Linked DNA regions of Gossypium arboreum: regions 2, 3, 4 and 5 are each linked to region 1. Evidence: chromatin contacts called from public Hi-C data. All regions are on one chromosome and are shown on one strand. Each heading gives the region's core, a stretch centred on a gene start, on an enhancer-like site or on the middle of the called end of the contact. The rest is flanking DNA. Distances are from core to core; before and after follow the strand shown.

Region 1 (2,765 bases), core at 86-2,585:
TTTTTGTATTTTTCGGTCCATACCCGTTACTATTTTTAAAAATAGCCCATTTCTGTAAATAATTTCGGAAATGAGCCTTTATTGGTACTAAACACACTTATTAAAGTTTCAAATAAAAATTAAAAATTATTTCAGTTCAAATGGTAAATGAAAAAGTTTTATATGTATAGTGTCCATAGTTCAAATATCATTATGGATAATTTTTATTGATTTATATAAAAGACAAAAATACTCTCACAATCATATAATTTACTTTGGAAATAAGATAATTTTTTAAATAATTCTCTAACTAAATTAAATTTTATTAATGAATAACACCAACTCAATAAAAAAAAATCATAATGTTGCCAGCTACTCCACTTTGCCTTACCCAAATTTAATCCATTTTATCAAAATCTCAAAACACTTGAATAGAGATTGCAATTGAATGACGTATTGATAATTGTCTTATCCACTTTAGTCCACTATTCTTACATGAATATCCAAATTTATCTTTATTTTTATTGATATCCACTACCTCTATAATCCTTTTACCATATTTAATTTTGTTTTGTAGTATTAATATATCAAATTAATTATTTTTCACATTGTTATATCATATTATAAGTTAAGCATGATCCAATATTTATTAGACCAAGGCATTCAACTTATTTAGCAGCTAATCAGAGAACACTTGACCTAACAACTACCTATCAATATTTGGTAATCTTGCCTAGAAGTATCCCCAACAATCAAGATTTTAGGGCCAACAAACTTACACATATAAACACGAGTTTGATTACGAAACTTCTCACCTTTTATCTTATTTCTAAATTTATATTTTATTGATATCAAATAGAATAATTACTTGTTAAAACATCAAAGTTAATTAGTTACTAATTTGAAAAAAATATTACTTTACATTAATTACATATAATAAAATTATATTATACGTGACATTTATTTAAAATATTTTAATTATCATTTGAAAATTTTTCATCGTGATATTTGAATCAATAAATTAATGCATTTTAATTATACTCAATAATTTAAATTAAAAACGTTATTTTTAACGAATCATTGCAAATAATAGCATACTTTTTTAAAAATTAATTAAATATTAGAATAAAAAATCATTTAGCTTGAAAGGAAAAAATAAAGCTTTTGATTTGATAATGAATTGATGTAAAATCTATGAAATTACTCAAAAAATTGACTTTCCAGACTTATTCCTACAGAGATTTGTGGATCCTAATTTGGGATGAGACTTGGACATGCTTATTATGTTGGTATCTTAATCTTAGAGATTAGTAGATGATTCTCGTATCTATCATTTTAATGGTTACTGTCAAAGCGAACCCTGCCCAAATACCCAAAGAGCATGGCCATTGGCCCTAATCGAGGAAAAGTGATCCATCTCAGCCCAATCTTATCTCAACCTTTCCGGATCTTCCCTGTCAACTCTTCTGCAACCGATTAGGGCAGTTTGACCCTAAAAAAAAAAAACCCAAGTTAAACCTCCATTTTGCTCGTCTCACTCATTCATTGCTGCTTGATTGTGGTTAGAGCTTGAGCCAGGGGGAAACATGGCGGAGATTAGTCAGGATGAAGAAATTCCTCCCAATATGACATTATACATCAACAATCTCAACGAGAAGATCAAAATCGACCGTACTTATTTCAATTCTTTATTCAAATTAAAATGGATTTACATTGATTTTTTCTTCTTACTTTTTTTTTCCTTGAATGATGTTTGCAGAGTTGAAGAAATCGTTGCACGCAGTCTTTTCACAATTTGGGAAGATATTGGATGTGTTAGCATTTAAAACTCTGAAACATAAAGGTCAAGCTTGGGTTATTTTCGAGGATGTTACCTCCGCTACCAATGCTCTTGGGCGAATGCAGGGCTTTCCTTTTTACGACAAGGAAATGGTATACGCAGTATTTTTTTTTTTTCGAATTTTTTCTACCTCTGCATATTCGACAATTTTGTTTCTTCTGGGTTTTCAATTGATTTCTTTGTTCAGATTCTTCTTTTATATTTGACTATATTGGTTTGTTAGCCTTTTGTTGTTAGTGGAAAATGCATCAAATGACTGGGTTTCTTTTACTATGTCGAAAGTAAAAATAAAATAAAAAATCAGAAGTATATGAAGTATTTATGGACACCTAAGTGGATTTTCTTTGTATTCCGGTGATTCATGTTAACTGTGTTCTCTGCTTCCATAAAGCATTAAAACCTTTGCTACTGTGAATAATGTATGTAATGTGCAATTATTTGCAGAGAATACAATATGCAAAGACTAAATCTGACATAATAGCAAAAGCAGATGGCTCTTTTGTCCCCCGAGAGAAGCGAAAGAGGCATGACGAAAAGGGTACTTTCCACTTTTTCTTTCACCTTTGGTTAGAAACGCTAACAATTGAGCAAGTAATATCGGTGTTGTTGCATGCCATTGTCTATGTATGTGCATGCAATTAGTATTGCTACAAATGTTGTTAATAATAGATTCTTTACTTCTACTTGGATTTATAGCCTTGAGTTTTTTAGACCTGCCTTCTAATTTTGCATGTCTTACTATTGAGATGTTGCTGATCAATTTGACATGCCCATTTAGATGCATTATAAATTGCCTTAATGTCAAAATAAATCTCCCTCCTTCAGCTCCTTCCTCTTCTGACTGTTATTTTCTTTTGCCCCACCAATTAAGTCATTAGTTTTGCCGGCATTGTTACCTTTGGTGCACATTAAGGTGTTGATGGGGAAGTAAAACTCAGCACTGAAA
Region 2 (2,765 bases), core at 158-2,657, 260 kb after region 1:
AAATTTACTGTTCATCCAAACCCTTTTATTAAGATAAAAGGTTAGGAAAGGTAACCTCGACGCCGGCTCCGCGGTGATAGTCCATGGTCAACGTTTCAGCAGTACGCTTTCCCTCATCGTAACAGCTTCGGACACCTGTCCCATATTTTCATTACAAACTTTTGAAAAATTGTAAGCTCGGAAAGGTTCTGTCAGAGACACGCGTCTAAACTACACCTAGATCTGAACTTTAACATTAAATCTCACTTTACATAAATGTCCCCAACATGCCTACCATTTGATGTGAAAAACATAAGCTTTTGATGGCTAACCGATGGGATTGACGTTGCCCCAATAAGTTTCTTTCTGAGGATGTTGCAGTGGATCTCCATAGACTTCGCTTGTACTGGTCAACAAGAACCTAGCACCTACTCTTTTTGCCAGGCCTAACATGTTCAATGTTCCCACCACATTTGTCTTGTGCAAAACACATGGTTTGGTTAAAGAAACAAAACAATTAACATGCTTGCAGTAAACCAGTAATAATATTTTGAAGCAATATAAAGGATATGATAGTTTTCACGGGATTGAATTTGTAATGAACTGGGGAAGCTGGGCAAGCGAGATGATAGATTTGGTCAACTTCCAACAGCAACGGTTCAACGACGTCGTGTCGGATAAGCTCGAAGTTGGGGTTGCCGAAGTGGTGCATCACGTTCTGTTTCCTTCCGGTGAAGAAATTATCAACGACGATCACGCTGTCTCCTCTGGCAATCAGACGGTCCACGAGGTGGGATCCCACGAACCCGGCTCCGCCCGTTACCACGATTCTTAAACCTTTCCGCTTCAGCCCCAACGGGATCTTGCCTGTCGGGTTGGCCGACCCGAACCCGAGGCGGTGCGCGGAGGAGAACTTCTGTTGGGTCTCGATGGGGAAGTAGGTGATGGAATCGGGGATCAGGGTGGTGAAGCGGCTATGAGGAGCGACGTACGGAGCGGGTGAAGTTGGGAAGACGGTGAAAATCAGGGTGGCGATCGCAATGCCGATGAAGACGAAGAGGAGGCGTTGTTCACGGAGGAGGTAATGGATGGGGCGGGTGACGGAGGCCCATGGTTTTACGGGTTTGGGCGAATATGAATCTGAAGAAGGCTGGGTCTCAGAGCCTCTATAAATCAGCTCCGACCCCATCGTATTTTCGACTTCCAAGAAAATCAAACTCGATTCGTAAGAAATAATTCAAAAGAATTTGTTGAAGTGAGTAGCCGGCGTGTAGAAGCTGAGTTGGAATGGAGGTGGTGGTGTTAAACAAGAAATGAAAACAGGGAATTCTCAATTCTGGCCTGAAGAATAAAGGAGGAGAATAAATATAAATAAGGGTTTAGGAAAGGTATGACATTACGGAAATGGCCTTACTTTTTCAAAGCTATTTTAGTTTGAAAATTAAAAAGGTACCGTAATGTGGACAAATTTTAAAGGAACTTTTATTACCAAAACGGTCCGTCATTTCTGGGCTTATTACAAAATCTACCCAAATTTTGGTATGTTTAAAATATTTTTGTTTTTCTCCACATTCAACCAAATATTCTTCACTAAAGTTCCGCCATTTATTGCTTTTAACGTGTGTATATTGGTAGATAATTTTATGTCTTAATGTTTATAATTTTGCTAATTTATTGTTTTTAATTAAATTTTATTATTACTTTTCTTTTAAAAAAGTTAAATTATTTTTAAACTAAACGCTAACTAAAACATAAATTATTAATGATGTTGTCATGACAACTTGCATGATAATTTGTGTTTATTTCATGTTGATATGACACTATTTAACTTATATACCATATATACAAATAATTTAAAAGTTAGAAAATATTAACAACACAAATAAATTCATAATTTTAAAAAATTATAAAAGTTCATAAAATTCTTTTAAAAGGTTAAAGATTAAATGCAGCTTAAAAGAATAATGATTAAATTAGTTAAAACATGTAGACGTGACATTATACATAATAAATACAACACATGGTTAAAAATGAGATTAGTTATGAAGCATGCGAATGAGGGGTTTGAATTAGTATAAATTGGAATTTGAGTATGAAAATGAAATGAAATGAAATGAAGGAATGGGCATATAAATTTGGTGAAGAGAGGATGTCCATTTTTCTTGCGTAGGTGGTTATGCCAAATGATTACGTTTTCCCTTATTCTTGTTAATTTTTTTTTTCTTCTAAACGACAAGGGATTTGCACGTTTTAGATCAAAGACAAGAGAAATAGGTAAATACTATGTTCACTTCACAATTCATCCTTAATTAGAGTTGGGTGGCTGCTGCCTTTCCTTCTCATTTGCAAGGTCGTTGGCGCCCACATCTTAAGCGACGTTGACTTTCCTCCCTGCACGTGCCTCCCATACTTTCTTTTTCTATGTTTTAAATCTCAATGAGTTGGTGTCAAGTTTTACACCAAGTAATAGATTTTAGATAGGAAGCAACCTAAAAGAAATCAAATTTTATACATAAATACTTCCTCGAAAAACGATAATCTTTGTTGGCTAACACCATAAATTCCATCCCAAACTCCTACATAATTATACTACATTGGTAGTATCTAAAAAACCACCTAATAATTTAATTTGGATGTAATTGTTCATAATTACACAATGATGATACGTTTAGATAACTATTCTATCAAGTTGAGTGTAATTGTTGTATTCCCATTATAATTTTTAATTTTAATGGAGATGAGAATTAGAGTAATTACACGTAAATCCAAATTTAAAAATTTATTTG
Region 3 (2,765 bases), core at 70-2,569, 190 kb before region 1:
TAGAGAAACAGGGAAATGATATGAAAGACATAATTCAAAGAGTATAATCTTTTGAAATGAAAGTATTTCACAAAGGTGGATTGCACAAAATAAGATATAATTTACTTTGTTAAGGCGAACCTACACCTGCACTTTAGAACTGCCATAATCATACAGTGAAATACTCAATTGACCACTGCAGGAAGACAGGAGGAGGAACACTTTTATCTATACAACACAGAAGCCCAAAACTCAAAACTTAGTATGATTTGAGCTATTAGAACTTCGCCCATTCATACAATTCAAACCAAGTTTTATCATCAATCCTTCCTACCAAAAAATGATTAATATATGACATTCCAAAGCTAGCAAAAACAAGTCAGCAATTCCAAACAACAACCAGATAATTTCAGTTTCGAGATGACTAGTAAACAATTGCAGAATCCAGGCAACTGAAGTAAAAGATTTGTATGATAAAGCATACCGTGTTCTGTCCAAGAGGTGCTCGAAGAGCAAGTTGGTCAAACGTTAAACATTCCCCACCAGCCTTGTCAATTCTCGCCCTCGCTGTCTTAGTGAACCTTAATGCAGTAACCTTCAGAGCGGGAACTTCATATATACGAATGTCATCGGTGACAGTTCCAACTACCACTGCAATCTTATCCTCCTACTTGATCAAACCAATAATAAGATCAATCACTCATCACACAATAATTTAAATTAGAAATTGGAAAAACCTTAGAAACAAATTCAAAAGAAAAGTGAGTCACCTTGCCCTTCATGAATTCAATCAATCTGGATAGAGACAGAGGAGGCTTGTTCACTTTGCACATAAAAAGACGCTTCAAAATCACAGCATTGAATTTGCTGCCAGTCCTTCTTACCAGAAATCGGTAAAGCTGATAATGGATGCAAACACATTTAAAAACATTCAAATTTCCTTCATTAAACCAAAAAAAAAAAAAACAAAAGCACAATGAAACGACTGGAACAGAGCAGGAACCTTGACGATGAGTTTGAGGTAGATATCATCGGACTTGGGAGCAGTTCTCTTCGTCTTCTTGCTCTTGCCGCCGGCGACCAAGTCGATACCCTGAAATTGCAAAGAAAAGAACAAGGTTCAAAAAAATATTAGAAAAATAAAGATATGGCTCTGAGTGAGGGTTTGGGAGAGGAAAGAGATACCATGGCCTGTGAAGCTGATACGAGGGGGAAGGCAGTGCCTAGTGAGGGAAAATGGCCTTAATAGCAACTTAGTGTGAGAGACCTAGGGTTTTAGAAATCTTTCCCATTGAGATCCATTAATTCCAATGTCACCAGCTTCTTTAATCCATTGATTTGATGAGTCCGGCTGTAGTTCTGAGCTTATTGGGGCCAGAAACGGATGAATAAATTTGAATTTGAAGTTCAGAGGCCCATGTTAAGTTCTCTAGCCCAAAGCATTGCCAACTTTCTCAAATCACAAGTGTTAATTTTTTTCATTTATTATTGTATTTAATTATTTAAATATCATCTACAAATATATTTATTTAAATATCATTAATCATTATATTTATTTTTTAAACATTTCATTAAAGTATTTAAATATAATTTTTTTTAAGTTTCCAACATTATATCTAAATTCAACCTTTTAATTTTCAACTATAACATTTGACAGCTAAACATTTACATTATGTTAAGTTGGAGAGAATTAGCAATGCATTACAGTCCAATTCAGTGGGCCCATCACAAAACTATTATTTGATTGACTACAATAAACCATTATGACTCGTGTTGAATACAGGCTTATATAGGAAAGAGGTAGCATGCCATTCTCTAATAAACAGGTGATTCAGGGCATGGGTGAAACAACAAATTAGCCCAAGGTTTCAATTTTACCTCACATTTTTCCCTCACCTTTAAAATCCCCAATCTATATCTTTTCCTCTTTTTTTTCATGTTTGTCCCCTCTATTGTAATCATTAACAAATGCCTAACATTATCTTTTCTCTACTTAATTTAAACCCTAAAACAAAATACTTAGCCTATTTGCCAGTGCCGATTTGACTTCCTCACTCAACTCGACAACCCCTCCCAGTCCCTTAGCTTGCTTGCTTGCTCCACCCACAGTTGAGCCTCCGGTGTCGATTTAATTATAGGTTTCTCTCTCTCTCTCTCTCTCTCTCTCTCTCTCTCTCTCTCTCTCTCTCTCTCTCTCTCTCTCTCTCTCTCTCTCTCTCCTCTCTTCCTCTCTCTCCCTCTCTTCCTTTCTCTCTCCCTCTCCCTCTCTATCTCTCTCTATCTCTCTCTCCCCTCTCCTCCCTCTCCTTCTCTCTCTCTCTCTCTCTCTCTCTCTCTCTCTCTCTCTCTCTCTCTCTCTCTCTCTCTCTCTCCCTCCCTCCCTCCTCTCTCTCCCCTCTCCTCTCTCCCTCCCCTCTCCCTCTCCCTCCTCTCTCTCTCCCCCTCCCTCTCTCTCCTCCCTCCCTCCCTCCCTCCTTCCCTCCCTAGAAAAATGTGCTAAACCATTAATTAAATTTATTAACTACAATCTTAATAGAAAAATGTTCTAGAATTAGCTTTTAAAAATCATAATAATCTATTTGGTTATGGAATTCAAGTTCAATCTCTAGCTTAAGAAACTAGATCATTCTTGTACTATATTTCAAATCATTTGGTTTCTTGTTTGTTTATAGTGTTTTGAAATAATAAATATTTTTTCTTTCATATTCAAGATTTTTTTTTTTTTTGCTTAAAATGATTACTATTGTTATAGAATAAGTTGTGTGATAATGGCTTTGTTAATGTGA
Region 4 (2,765 bases), core at 147-2,646, 170 kb after region 1:
TGAGCATATCAGTGAAATGAGAGCTCTAAACAATCAACTCATGAAAAGAAATATGCATCCTTCTTTTATAGAATCTAATATATTAATACATAAACAAAAAATTTTAACTATCAGCAACCAAAACTTCATTGAAAATAAAGCCAAGGGTCAAAAAGCAAACCCAAACAAGTCCAACGATTTGACACAAACAAGTTTCCTCTGAACTAATAAACCAGATAGGTAACAGAGAAAAGTAACTGAACTGATTGCTCATTCTTCCTCTTCCCCTTCATTCTCAGCAATATTGAAGTAGCGGAGTTCATAAACATTACGGTCCTTGTTGGAAGCAATCACCCGAAGCCAATCCCGGACGTTGTGCTTCTTCAAGTACTTCTTAGTCAAGTATTTAAGGTACCTAAAAACCAAGCAACCGTCAGCCAAAACTCAAATTAAAAGATGGTTCTTTCCCCTTTAAAACAAAGAACCAAATACCACAGAAAAAAGTGTACACAATCAAGGAAGAAACAATGCAAAAGAATTGTCATCATTGGTCATAAACCAAAACGCTTTATCTGTCATATCTTTAAAAGGATTCAATTAAAATTATAAAGCAAACAAAAAGCCATTCCCCTACTAAGTAAAGACGAGAGTATCAACTAGGAAGGCCTCAGACATCCAAGGAAGGATTAAAGCAGCAGAAGCTCTCAAGCCCGGCGAAGGCGAAAGCTCTCAGGCGGCCACTGCGAATGTTTTGAGAAACAAGCCTTAAAACTTGTCATCATCGACCTTAAATTAACCCTAAATCTAAAAGATTTCTGCCATTTTTGGTTGCTTAAGATTCAAACAAACTTTAAGATCTATATATACGAGTGGTTCAAATAATACAACCAAAAGATCAAAAGAGAAATGGAGAAAGTACCGCTTAGAGAAGTTGGAGTCAGAGGTAACGGTGATACGGGTCTTGTCGCGGGTGACAGTGACGGAGTCACCTAGAGCACCGGCTTTGCCACCAACCTTGATCCTTTCCTGAAGAAACTTCTCCAAAGAAGCGATGTCCATGATCTTATCCTCAACCGGCTTCGCACAGTCGATGGTGAAGGAGGCTCCCTTCTTCTTTCCCTTAGCTCCAGCTGCTGCACCACGACTCATCCTCACACCAACTCACTGCGTTTTCACTTGGTCAAATCAATTAAAAAGAAAAACAAGAGAAAGACTAAGACTAACAGCAGTAATAGAGGGAGAGCGAAGAGAGAGAGAGTACCTTAGCACTGTATCTTCGTTATTGAAGACGGCGATGTCACAAATGCTTGGTGCAGAGGGTAAAGAATATATGGATTCCACACTAGGGTTTTTCAGTTTTGGAGTGTTAGAGTTGGGCTTTTTAGCTTGCCTAAGGTTTCGGCCTTTCTCTGCTTAAATGAAAAAACGGATACTGATGCGACCATCCAATGTAAAGTCAATTCTTATGGCCCAAATTATTCAGTGAATGAACCTGGATTTTAAATTGTGTAATTAATTCTAATAGTAAACGTGATATCGGTTTGGTAGGGTCGAATTTTTTTATATTTTATGAATCATCTATTATAATTTGGTTCCTCTTGATTTAGTTTTTGACTTTTTTCATATTAATTTTTTGTTTTAAATTTTTAGACTTATTTTGACAAAACATATTTTATTTTATAACTTTTGAATATTATTTAACAAAATTTTAAATTATTTTCACTATTTTAAATAAAAATATTTATTTTATATAATAAAATTTTAAATTATTTTATATTAAATAAAAATAGAATTCGGTTCGGTTCCTATAACAACTCGAAATTCAATGGTGTGAGAAAATGCGATTTCAAAACCTAATTTTCATAAACCGCGTCCGTAAATATTAAATAAAAATATTTTCGGGGTTATTATAAAAATATGTTGAAGTTTGACTGAGCAATTTAACCGAAAATGTGATTAATTAAGCCTCAAGGACTAAATTATAAAAATTTAATTGTTATTAAATTTTAATTAACACAAGATTTGAGGACCTAAATAGAAATTAAACAAAGGTCCAAAATGGTAATTAAACCATTTTTAAATTGTTGATGGTGGATGATTATGTGAGAAACCATTAAGCTTAATTAGAAATTAAAGTTGATTATATTTAATTAAATCAAATTAATTAATTTTAATTAACTATATAAGTTAAAACTAGAGGAGAAAATAGTATCATCTCCTTCATTTCATTTATCTACCGTCCAAATAAGAAAGAAAAACCAAACGAAAGCTTTCAAAATTGTAGGTATTCAGCCATTAATTTGGTAAGTGAAATCAAGCCATTTTCTTGCAATTTTTATAGACTTGTGATCATGGAAGCTTGATTTAACTAGCTTATGTACCAATTTGGTAAATTGATAAAGTTTTGGAAAGCTTTCATTGTTGATTAATTGAGGAATTAGGTTTGAAATTGATAGATTTTAAGCTTAGATTATTAAAAGGACTAAATTGTAAAGTTAATTTATCTTGTTTGTTAAGTTTGTTACATTGGGAACCAAATTGAATAAATGTAAAATCTATCATGAAATTATGTTATAAATAGAAAATATAAGGTCCCTAATGAAAATATATGAAATCAAATTTTAATCTGATGCTAGAAATCGAAGTTATGTTTATCCTGAGTTTAGGGACTAAATTGAATAAAATTTAATATATGTGGGTTTGTATTTGGATGTGGAATGAATGAAATCTAATGTTTCTTTATTTATTGAATTATTGAATATAGCGACAACGACTTCAGGCCGTCA
Region 5 (2,765 bases), core at 98-2,597, 150 kb before region 1:
GATTAATTGGTAACCTCATCAGCTTCAAAAAGACTACAACTGGAAAAATATTTAGCCTTAAAGAAATGACTAACTAAACTATTTGCATTTGAAACCAATCCACAACCTGCTTTCCCAATAACGCCAAGGTAAAACAATAAAAGTCTATAAATCCTATGCCGCACCACTTCTTAGGGACGCATAGACGATCCCACATCGTCCAGTGAACTCCTTTACGACAATTTCAACTAGAACCCCCACCAGAACAAGTTCAACATTCTATGCAACTTAGCACATAAAGGCACAAGCAACAAAAACACACTCATGTTGTACACGAGAACACATTGAGTAACATTCTTTATCAAGACCTTTTTACCTACCCAAGACAATAACTTATTTTGCCAATGAAAAATGCATTTACTAATATGCTTCTTGATAAAAGCAAAGGCTTGCCACTTGTTACGACCCACCAACGAAGGAAGCTCGAGATAACGCTCATGATCAATAGGGCTATTAATGCCCAACATAGATTTAACTGAATCTTGAATGGTGCCACTAGTGTTTGAACTAAACATGATTCCTGACTTTACAAAGTTAATTGCTAGTCCTGACGTCGTCTCACAGAGTATCTCCTTACCACTGTACATTCAGAATCAGTGGCCCAAAAGAGCAAAAAATTGTCATTAGTAAATAAAGTGAGAAATATTGAGACATCGTTTACAACTAATATACCATGCAATTCACCTCGTGATTTTGAAGATGGTGTTATTTTATTCTCTAATAATTGATAAATAAATAAAATGTAAATCAACGAAATATAAATTATTTTGAAAAAAATGTTTTTAAGGGTTAATTCTATAAAAGGTTTTCAAACTATCATTCAAATTTTAAATGAATTCTTAAACTTTAAAATATTATAATTGAATTATTAAAATATTAATATTGTATCAATTAAATCTTTCTATAAGACTAATTATTAATTTGTTTATTAAATGCTACAATGAAGCACATTGAAAACACACAAATTAAATTCTACTCATTTTATAAACAAATTGAATCTAAAATATGAAAAGGGCGTATCATTAAAATTTAAAAGGATTTATTTTATTTTATTTCTCAACGATCTGTTGGAGTAAGTCTAATAATTAATCATCGATATTTTGTAGGTCTATTAAAGATAGATACTAAAAGAATTTTTTTACATATTAAATAATGTAGTAATACATGATGTATTTTAAATGTAAAATGGACTTAAAAATTTGATTAATATAATATTGATTATTAAATGATTAATATAATTAGCCAATTAACCCTGTTAAGCGTACACAAAGAATAATAGCTTACTCACCGCTTTAGAAATTTGCGTCCCGATTTGTCTCATTTCCGGTTAACAACGTGCTCCAAGACAGCCAAATACCATGTGGCCCTTTCCTCCCTTAAAGTCAATCATTACTCATCACTCATCACTCATTAACCAAAGCGGCCAACCCCCCGACACGCACTCGGTAACAAGGCATCTCCTTTCCCCTCATCTTCCTCCACTGTCCTCTTTCGCTGCCTAACCCAAACAAAGCAATGGCTTTCCTTCCGCCCACCGCCACTTTCACAGCCGCCCTCCTCCTCCTCTTCCTCCACACCCCACTGGCCACGTCATCCCCCCTCAACCTCACCGGCGACTCCCTTTCACCCTACGAAGTCCTCCAAGGCTACAACTTCCCCGTTGGGCTTCTCCCCCAAGGCGTCTTAAAGTACAAATTAGATGAATCCACCGGTCGGTTCCATGCCTACTTAGAGGGTTCGTGTAGCTTCTCACTGGAAGGGTCTTATCAACTCAAATACAAATCCACGATCAGCGGGATCATCTCCAACAACAGGCTCAAAAACCTGAGTGGAATCAGTGTCAAGATCCTGTTTTTATGGCTCAACATCGTGGAGGTTGTTAGAGATGAAGATGAGCTGGAATTTTCGGTGGGGATTGCATCTGCTAGCTTTCCTATTGACAACTTTTACGAGTGCCCACAGTGCGGCTGCGGATTGGATTGCGCTAATAGTAATGGGAAAGTAAGCAAACTTAGAATTAAGTCTTCTTTTCCTTCAATTTAGAGGAATTTGTGGGGGTAGAATAAATTAACTACAGAGGTTCATGAAAAACGGATTTGGATGAACCTTGGTTTAAATTGAATTGGGTTTTTAGTTAATCGAAATTGATGGACTCAACTTTTTTAATGGGTTTAGACCTTGAACTCATATTTATTTGTTGCTGTTTATGTGGTTGGTATTGGTTTCATCCTTTAAATGCTTGGTTTAGGGAAGAACTGATCAACCACACGTTAGTGATATGAGCAAGATAAAGCAAGATAATGTAGAATAGGTTAAAACATTAGTGCAACCCTTATTAATGCTACGAGCCAGATAGTTTAGAATGCTAAGACCATGTTAAACAGATCCCCATCCTGTTATTCTGCATTCTACTATAGAAGTTATTCACAAGATCGTGTACTCTAAACAATTTCGGAACAGTGATTTCCTGTAACTATTAAGCTATGTTGATAAGATTCGTGGCTAAGCATCAAATATCGGGTATGAGTACAACACAGGCAGGTTGATGTTTTTCTAGTCTTTTTTCAGATATATATACTTCTAGGTTGATCTTAGTATCCTTATGTATCTGATATTTCAAGAAAAATGAAGAGTTGGAATGAGGTAAAGAGGGCAGAATGGAGGACTATAGCAGAGATCGCAATAGCAAATGTTGTGGGAACTGAAGTAGTCATTGAGGACTGGGG

What was found. Hi-C and Micro-C count contacts between places; a contact is called where the count stands out from the background.
Region 2: a contact with region 1 is called in a Hi-C map of leaf, with 2.5 times the contacts expected there. The contact joins the promoter of LOC108460493 here to the promoter of LOC108458077 in region 1. A contact is called at or near these places in 2 of 5 Hi-C or Micro-C datasets (both in leaf).
Region 3: a contact with region 1 is called in a Hi-C map of leaf, with 4 times the contacts expected there. The contact joins the promoter of LOC108489395 here to the promoter of LOC108458077 in region 1. A contact is called at or near these places in 2 of 5 Hi-C or Micro-C datasets (both in leaf).
Region 4: a Hi-C map of leaf shows a contact between it and region 1, with 3 times the contacts expected there. The contact joins the promoter of LOC108457828 here to the promoter of LOC108458077 in region 1. A contact is called at or near these places in 2 of 5 Hi-C or Micro-C datasets (both in leaf).
Region 5: a Hi-C map of leaf shows a contact between it and region 1, with 4 times the contacts expected there. The contact joins the promoter of LOC108487056 here to the promoter of LOC108458077 in region 1. A contact is called at or near these places in 2 of 5 Hi-C or Micro-C datasets (both in leaf).

Annotation. Positions count from the first base shown.
Region 1 is chr8:124,486,739-124,489,503 of ASM2569848v2, forward strand. It overlaps LOC108458077 (U1 small nuclear ribonucleoprotein A-like), which reads left to right and starts at 1,336. Exons shown (of 5, transcript XM_017757318.2): 1 at 1,336-1,650; 2 at 1,739-1,911; 3 at 2,264-2,357. The coding sequence starts at 1,566.
Region 2 is chr8:124,742,223-124,744,987 of ASM2569848v2, forward strand. LOC108460493 (UDP-glucuronic acid decarboxylase 2-like) reads right to left here and starts at 1,408. Exons shown (of 7, transcript XM_017760008.2): 1 at 551-1,408; 2 at 312-459; 3 at 56-135. The coding sequence starts at 1,168.
Region 3 is chr8:124,295,538-124,298,302 of ASM2569848v2, forward strand. LOC108489395 (60S ribosomal protein L18-2-like) reads right to left here and starts at 1,320. Exons shown (of 5, transcript XM_017793927.2): 1 at 1,165-1,320; 2 at 983-1,072; 3 at 750-878; 4 at 464-646. The coding sequence starts at 1,167.
Region 4 is chr8:124,661,242-124,664,006 of ASM2569848v2, forward strand. LOC108457828 (60S ribosomal protein L22-2) reads right to left here and starts at 1,397. Exons shown (of 3, transcript XM_017756987.2): 1 at 1,241-1,397; 2 at 899-1,143; 3 at 102-394. The coding sequence starts at 1,128. The coding sequence ends at 250. It overlaps LOC128280015 (small nucleolar RNA SNORD14), which reads right to left and starts at 766; the gene lies at 643-766.
Region 5 is chr8:124,335,021-124,337,785 of ASM2569848v2, forward strand. LOC108487056 reads left to right here and starts at 1,348. Exons shown (of 1, transcript XM_017791276.2): 1 at 1,348-2,205. The coding sequence starts at 1,555. The coding sequence ends at 2,082.